2 separate regions of the Mus musculus genome follow, and region 1 is linked to region 2. The links are chromatin contacts, called in public Hi-C maps. All regions are on one chromosome and are shown on one strand. The core of a region is the stretch at or near the end of the contact, and the rest is flanking DNA. Distances in the headings are between cores, read along the strand shown.

Region 1 (3,459 bases), core at 757-3,256, 2.8 Mb after region 2:
GAGAAGAGAAGAGAAGAGAAGAGAAGGAAGGAAAATCTAGAGAATGGTCCTCAAATCTCTGAAGGAACAGACCTCAGAAATCAGCAGCTAGAAAGGCTTTGAGAACCTAGGGCAGTCTTTTGGGTACTCTGATAGAGCAAATGTTTCCCTTTGGATCTCATGGTACTAACTGGAGAAATCAATATGTAATCCTTCAACTTAGGAGAGTCCAAAGGCTAGAAGGGTGTCTAAGAGGTCAGAGAAAACACGACCAGCTAATTTGAGGGAAGGAGTTCAGGGCATTTGTGGGGGTGGGGTGGGAGTTAAAACGGACCAGCATTCCCAGAGTTCCTTGGAGGAAAGGCTGTTTGCTTTGTGATAGATATGAAGGGTGAAAGATTGGATGTCAGCCATGACAGTGCTGACAGCAGACTATTCTCAGCCATCAGTCTCCACCGGCTAAAGAGAGCAGATGGCTAGATTAAGTAAAAGTTTGAAGTTCTAGCTCCAAGGTAACTTAGGACAACTCCCCAGGGCCGTCCCAGCTTCAAAAGTCTCTGCAGGGTTGGCTGAGGTCTTTGCTGGGAATGCTGCACAGAGCAACCTTGCACTGATTCCCCTGCCTTGCCCCAGGTACCTACCCAGCATTCTCTGGTAGACATCTTGCTTGCTTATCTACATCTCAGAGTTGGCTTTCCAAGAATCCTAGGGATGCCTGTGGATGGAGTGAGCCACCAAAGACTATCTTAGGTCAGCCCAAGGAGGCTCTGCATGGACTGATGCTTAAAATGCTACCAGATTTCTTACAGCTGGGGATGGAGTAAGCAAGCACTGGAATAAGATTATATCCCCCTTGGGTAATGAGGCTCCCGGTAATGAGGATGATGGCAGAGAGAGTGGCTGGCATTCGGAGACTGCCTAAGAAAAGGGCAAGTATAAAGATTACCAGCACCCAGCTCACAACAGTGTTGAGTCAAAGCCACTGCTCACTTTTCTGTCCCCTCTAACCTGGGGTACCAATCTGGGATGGGCAGGAAGATAAGTTAGCAGACCAAGGACAACTTGGAACAGTAGCACGCGTTCCCTTCCTGCAAACCCTGTACTTAACAATTTTCTTCCGTCTAGAATAGGGTCCCTGGCATCCTTATCGCCAGGCGTTATAAAACCTGAGCTTATCAAGGATGGGGGTGGGGGGAGAGAAGGGTCGCGGGGGTGGGGGGGTTCAAGTGGTGATGCTTCGAAGTTCTTTCCTGGCTGGCATTATTTATTACATGTTTCCTGAGAGACACACTAGGCACTGAACTGCCTCCAGAAAAGAGCCCTTTAGTCAGGACCACAGAAACAGTTGCGGCAGAGCGGGGGCAGATGGGTATGTGATCTAGTTCTTGCTCACTGAGACAAAGTTCACGCAGAGGGAGCAGAGCTTGTAGGTTTGGGCCTAGTCTGGAACCTTCCCTTCTGGATGTCCGGATCTCCTGGTACCGCCCAGCTTGCCCAGCTCAGTCCTGCCGCCTGCTCCTGCAAAGCAAGTTCTCAGGGCCGCCAGCTCCGTGATACCCATTCCTCTCCTCCCGAGTCTCATTTCTCTCAACCCTCCCTTGTCCAGCTCCTCTACTGGTCTCATTCAGAAGAGCACGCCCCCGCGTGTCTGGTCACGCCCCCAAAGCCTGGCTCCGCCCCACAGGACTCCTGGCCACTCCCCCTCTCGTTGTCCAGCCAGGACCACCTCTCCGACTCTCTGACTGGTTTTCTCTTTCTTCTGCTGCTGCCTTACGCCCCACTTACCGGGCTACGACCCTAAAATCTGGCCCGACACTCTCTCTGGGCACTGCTCTTCTCAACTGACCACACCTCCTCTCGCTGCTACGTCCCACCCCTCTCTGTTAGCCTTAACATCCCCAGCTTGCTCGGCCACGCCCCGAAAGTATGGCTCCGCCCCTTCTCAAGACGGCCACTCTTCTTCAACACCACGCCCCTCTAGTTGCCACGTTACGCCCTTCTCCCCAATCACCAGGCCCGGCTCACTTACTGCTCCGCTCTTCCCTCCAAACTCCGCCCTCTCCTCTACAGCACCTCGCCCCACCATCTAGGCCCCGCCCTTAAGGCCTGGCCACGCCCCGGCCACCTCCCTGCTCCTGGCCACGCTCCTCTCTGATTTTGGTTTCTCCCTGCGGCGCTCCGCCCCGCTTGACAGGCCCCGCCCTCCTGGTCCCGCCTCCTCCTGGCACCCAGCCGACTCTCAGCCTCAGCCGGCCGCGGGCATCATGGGCACAGCCTCGTCGCTGGTGAGTCCCACTGGCGGGGAGGTGATCGAGGACACGTACGGGGCAGGCGGCGGCGAGGCCTGCGAGATCCCGGTGGAAGTGAAACCCAAGGCCCGCCTGCTGCGCAGCTCGTTCCGCAGGGGCGCGGGAGCCGGGCCCGGGTCGCTGCCTCGCGCGGCAGGGGGCGGCGGGCTGCTGGGCGCCAGCTTCAAGTCCACCGGCTCGTCTGTGCCCGAGCTAGAGTATGCGGCGGCCGAGTTCGAGCGGCTCAAGAAAGAGTATGAGATCTTCCGGGTCAGCAAGAACCAGGAGTTGCTGTCCATGGGCCGCCGAGAGGCCAAGCTGGACACGGAGAACAAGCGGCTGCGGGCGGAGCTGCAGGTAACGCGGGACCGAGAGCGTCGCAAGCGGGAGGCTCTGAGGAAACTGAGACCCGAGCGCACCGCTCAGCCGCTTGGTGGCACCACCATCCTACCCCAGCTACAAACCAAGTTGTTTTCTAAATTGTGCAAAAGCTGCTCCTCCTTTATGTGGAATCATTATTTGAGTGTAAACTAATTTCTTATCAGCATCTTCCCCTGCCCCTTTCAATTTACGGTTCATTCATTAAGACACGTTGAATCAACCCAAGTCCTGAAGTCGAAAAATTTCTCAGAGCAACTACACACAAACTCCTCCCGGTTTTAGGTATCTCCAAAATGGAGTTCTTGGGTTAGTTTTCTTCGCGAAGTTCGGCAGATTCTGGGGTTTAATGATACGATAGGAATTTTTCTGGAAACCTCCTGATTTTATGGTTTTTAACTGTTGTGATTAAAAGTCTTCCCTGAGAGTACTCAAACTCTCTTAGTCCATTTAGTTAATGGACTAAACAGTTACTGCAATGCTATTGTAGGCCTTATAACAGATCGCCTTTGATTCATTCGGATACTAGGTAAAGCAGAACTTCTCGGAGTAAAAATATGGGACTATATGCCGTGGGTTCGGAGCCTCTCTGGTGGTCATTTGTTTATACCTTTCTTTTCTGTGAGAGGGATCTCTGACAGCCCAAGAGCTCCCGGCACATCAGAACTTAAATAAACATCACAGATTTTTTTGTAAAAGAAGGCTCCTTCCTTCTAGTAGGGCATCATTCCCATAAGCTATGAAGCCCTTCAGAATCTGCTGGGCTATTAGCATATTATCTGGGAAGCTGTTCTCACCCTCAGCTCCCTGCTCG
Region 2 (3,438 bases), core at 603-3,102:
TTACCTTCAAATAGTCTGTACTGCAGAACTGCCCAACCTTATTCCCTTCCTGCTCAAGCAAAATTTCCTCTCTCGGAGGATACGAGGTTTTAGCAGAACCTTAAGGCCAGATTACCTAGACCAAGATAAAGCCAGATAGTCACTGTGTAAAATGCTAAGCTACTTTTTAATATATGCAAATCATATGTGTGAATGTTAAAGCATTAGCTGCCTACTATTCAGGTTGTTGGTGTTTAAAGCTATCATTGAATCCAACCACATGGGCCTTGGGATAGACTTTTCCAGTGTGTGTGTGTGTGTGTGTGTGTGTGTGTGTGTGTGTATAAACAAAACAAAAATCAAACAAACAAACCCCCAAAGAACCGCAAAACTTTGTATTCCTGACCTGAGCTTTCCAGGCTGTGTAAAAGATCCATTTTTCCCCTCTCACGAGTATCTCATGCCATAAGTTTTGTCAGAAGTGGTGAGACAGCCTTTTGAATGCAATAAACGTGAATAAATTGCATGCAAATCAGGAGCCGTCTACAGATTTTTAAGAACGCTTTCAGTAATCGTCATGGAGACCAGTGAAAGAAACTGAGATAATTTTTAACGATGCCAAGGAAAGCCCTGTGTTTACTACAACACGAGCCTGCTGCCTGCTTAGCTGGACGCCCATGCTCTGACCTAGTATGGCAATTCTTAGGGTCCCTGTGCTTGATGCTCTGTTTACAAGAAACTGAGGCCAGACACTAAGGAAGAACAAAGAAAAATGCCTGGCACCAAAGAGGCGGGGGACGTTTTGTACATAACTGAAGATCCGTGGAGGAACTCTTTTCCAATTTTGAAAGGCACTACAAATCATCCTCTCCGCTTACGTGTTCAAGCATTTATTCTATGTTCTTAAACTATTTTCTACAAAGAAAATACCTTATAATTTACAAACAGCAATTTGTCCTCCCCCCTCTGCATCTGCAGACCATCAAGCGGGATAAAATTTCCCTAGGCTTTATCAGAGTGGGAGGAATGGAAATAATGTGAGCACAACACAGTTCCGATGCAACATCAACTCCAAGCCGGGCCAGCTGGTTTCCATCGAGCGGTCCCCAAGGAGAACGCCCCTCAAGCCTGCAGCCCGGCCGGCGCGACCGTGGGACCGGCTGAGGTGCTCGCAGCTCAGCCACTCGGTCGCCCGATACCTTTGTTTCAGGTGCCCCTGTGCCCAGAGTGGCTGGGATCCCGCCCGCAGCCCCGAACTGGTGACACATCCTTCTTTGGCCAAGTCGGGCCGAGGCCGGGCAGGGGGCGGGGAAGGAAAATAAAGCCTCAGCGCCTAACGACGTGACTCTCAGTTCTTCCAGAACCTTGGCATTTGCTGCCCTGCCAAGCTTTCCTGTTAACGAGTTCCCGGCCCGGGCGTCCCGCGAGGTGGGAGGCGCCGGCCATCCGGCCCCCTGGCCTCCTCCGCGGAGCTCCCGGGCCACCGTTCTCCACGGCCGCCAGCCCCGGGAGTCCTCTGGCGTGGCGTGCCTGCGCTCCACCAGGAGTCCCTTCACCGCGCGCGGCCCCTGCGGCCAGGCCAGACCCCGCCCCCGGCCCCGCCCGCCCCGGTCTCTGTGCGCCGCCCCTCGGCCTCGCCAGCCCGTGGAGGGCCGGGGGCTCCCAAGGAGAACCGGCCTAAGGCCCCGCGTCTGTGCGCCTACCTCAGTGCCCGCTGCTCCTCCTCCCGCGGCTGCCTCGGCTCGCAGGCGACGCGCACACGCCACCCCGGCTTCCCGCAGCGCGGGGTCTGGGCCGCTTACGCCGCGCGTGAGGAGCCGAGGCCTGAGCGCGCCCCGCCCAGCCGCCCAGCAGCTTAGCTGCCCGCCAGCGCCACAGCCCCGCCCACTAGCGCCACAGGCCCGCCCACCAGACACGCCCCCTCGGCCCCGGCCCCGCCCACCTGGCCGTGCTGGGTTCCTCCCACTCTCCTTCCTCCGAAAGGGGGCCCTGAGGGGCACTGCGAGAGCCGTCGCCTCGGCCGCCGCTGTGATTTACTTAGTGTAATGGAGAAGGCTATTCGCACTATTTGGGGACTGAATTTCATGTTAAGAGTATACACTTTATGATGGCCGTCATTATTTTTATTACCCTTCTTACTGTCCTCTTCGATAACTGTCCTGCTCTTCCGGGAGGCTATCCCATCTGACTACAGTCTACACTCTTACTGTGGCCCACACCAGCATGCTCCTATTCGCTCAACCCAAGTTGTGTGAATTTTGAACGAAGAGTTTATTTATTTATTTATTTTAAGCGAATTGTTAACAGAATAAAAATTGTTAAATAAACAAAGCTATGTAAAACAAATGCACAACTTAATGGAGTGTTCTGAAACATTTGCAATTTTGATTTCTTAAGCTTTGACCCTAGCTAAAATAATAAGCGAGGTTTGCTTTTACTAAAAGTGGGAAATAAATGGGCTGACTGGGCTAGGGATGTAACCCCGTTGGTATAGTAAACGAGGATAAAACCACATAAACTGGGAGAGGTAATGTATGTCTGCAAAGCTCTGCAGAGGTGGAGGAGGCTAGATAGAGAACAAGAAGTTCCAAGTGTTTGAACTTTGGTGACATTGCTGCTACTTTGAGGCCAACCTGGGCTACATGAGTACCACAGCTAAACAATAAAAATAATGCAGTTCAATTCTAAATTAAAAAGTCAATCAATCATTATGTAAGCACATAGGTAAAACAAGCAAGCCAGTCAGGGGAAGGAACAGTACGTGACATTTGGTCACGTAGAGGTGAAGAACCAGATGTAGATAAGACTTTAAAGAGCCAGGCATTAGGCAAACTGTGAGAACAGGCTCTGCGTACGTGTTTTATCTCTTCCTTTCTGTCAACATTTCTTAGCAAAACAACAGTTGCTTACAGAGTGCCTTATGTGTACATGTGAAATCATATGTGATGTGTACATACATTTAGGTATAGATGGTGCATACAAAATGTATACAATTTCACATTCTGTAGCTATGTGTAAGGTTGATTATAAGAAATATATTTTTATTTTTAAAAGAAAAATGTATATAAAATTGCCTCAAACAGGCTCTACATCCTGAGTCATTTCACCAAGTTAATCTTTTTAATAGCTAGAATGTGGTCTTCGTTGTCTTGAAAGAAGAAAAACCATCACACACCCAACTTTATACTTTCCTATTTTAAAAGTCCTTCACCATACCGCGTTGAATATCTTCTTTTGTGTCAGAACAATCCTGTGAAGAAGGAAGGGCAAGACACAAAGAAGTGACAAAGGTCACAGAACAGTTTTTGATGGTAAGGACAGGAAGTACACAGAGAATCACAGAACTTCAACACCTTACCCCCTGCCTTTACCTTTGGACTCCTGTGGGGCCTTTGCCCTCCATTTACTTACACAGTCCACTGGAATGAAAAGGACATAATCCCTCCTGGGTGTGGAGGA

The links. Hi-C and Micro-C count contacts between places; a contact is called where the count stands out from the background.
Region 1: a Hi-C map of muscle stem cells shows a contact between it and region 2, with 20 times the contacts expected there. The contact joins the promoter of Nphp3 here to the promoter of Ppp2r3a in region 2.

The regions. Positions count from the first base shown.
Region 1 is chr9:104,000,538-104,003,996 of GRCm38.p6, forward strand. It overlaps Nphp3 (nephronophthisis 3 (adolescent)), which reads left to right and starts at 2,007. Exons shown (of 27, transcript NM_028721.3): 1 at 2,007-2,624. The coding sequence starts at 2,244. It overlaps Gm33054 (predicted gene, 33054), which reads right to left and starts at 1,822. Exons shown (of 2, transcript NR_168653.1): 1 at 1,765-1,822; 2 at 1,223-1,497.
Region 2 is chr9:101,249,980-101,253,417 of GRCm38.p6, forward strand. It overlaps Ppp2r3a (protein phosphatase 2, regulatory subunit B'', alpha), which reads right to left and starts at 1,853. Exons shown (of 14, transcript NM_001161362.3): 1 at 1,683-1,853.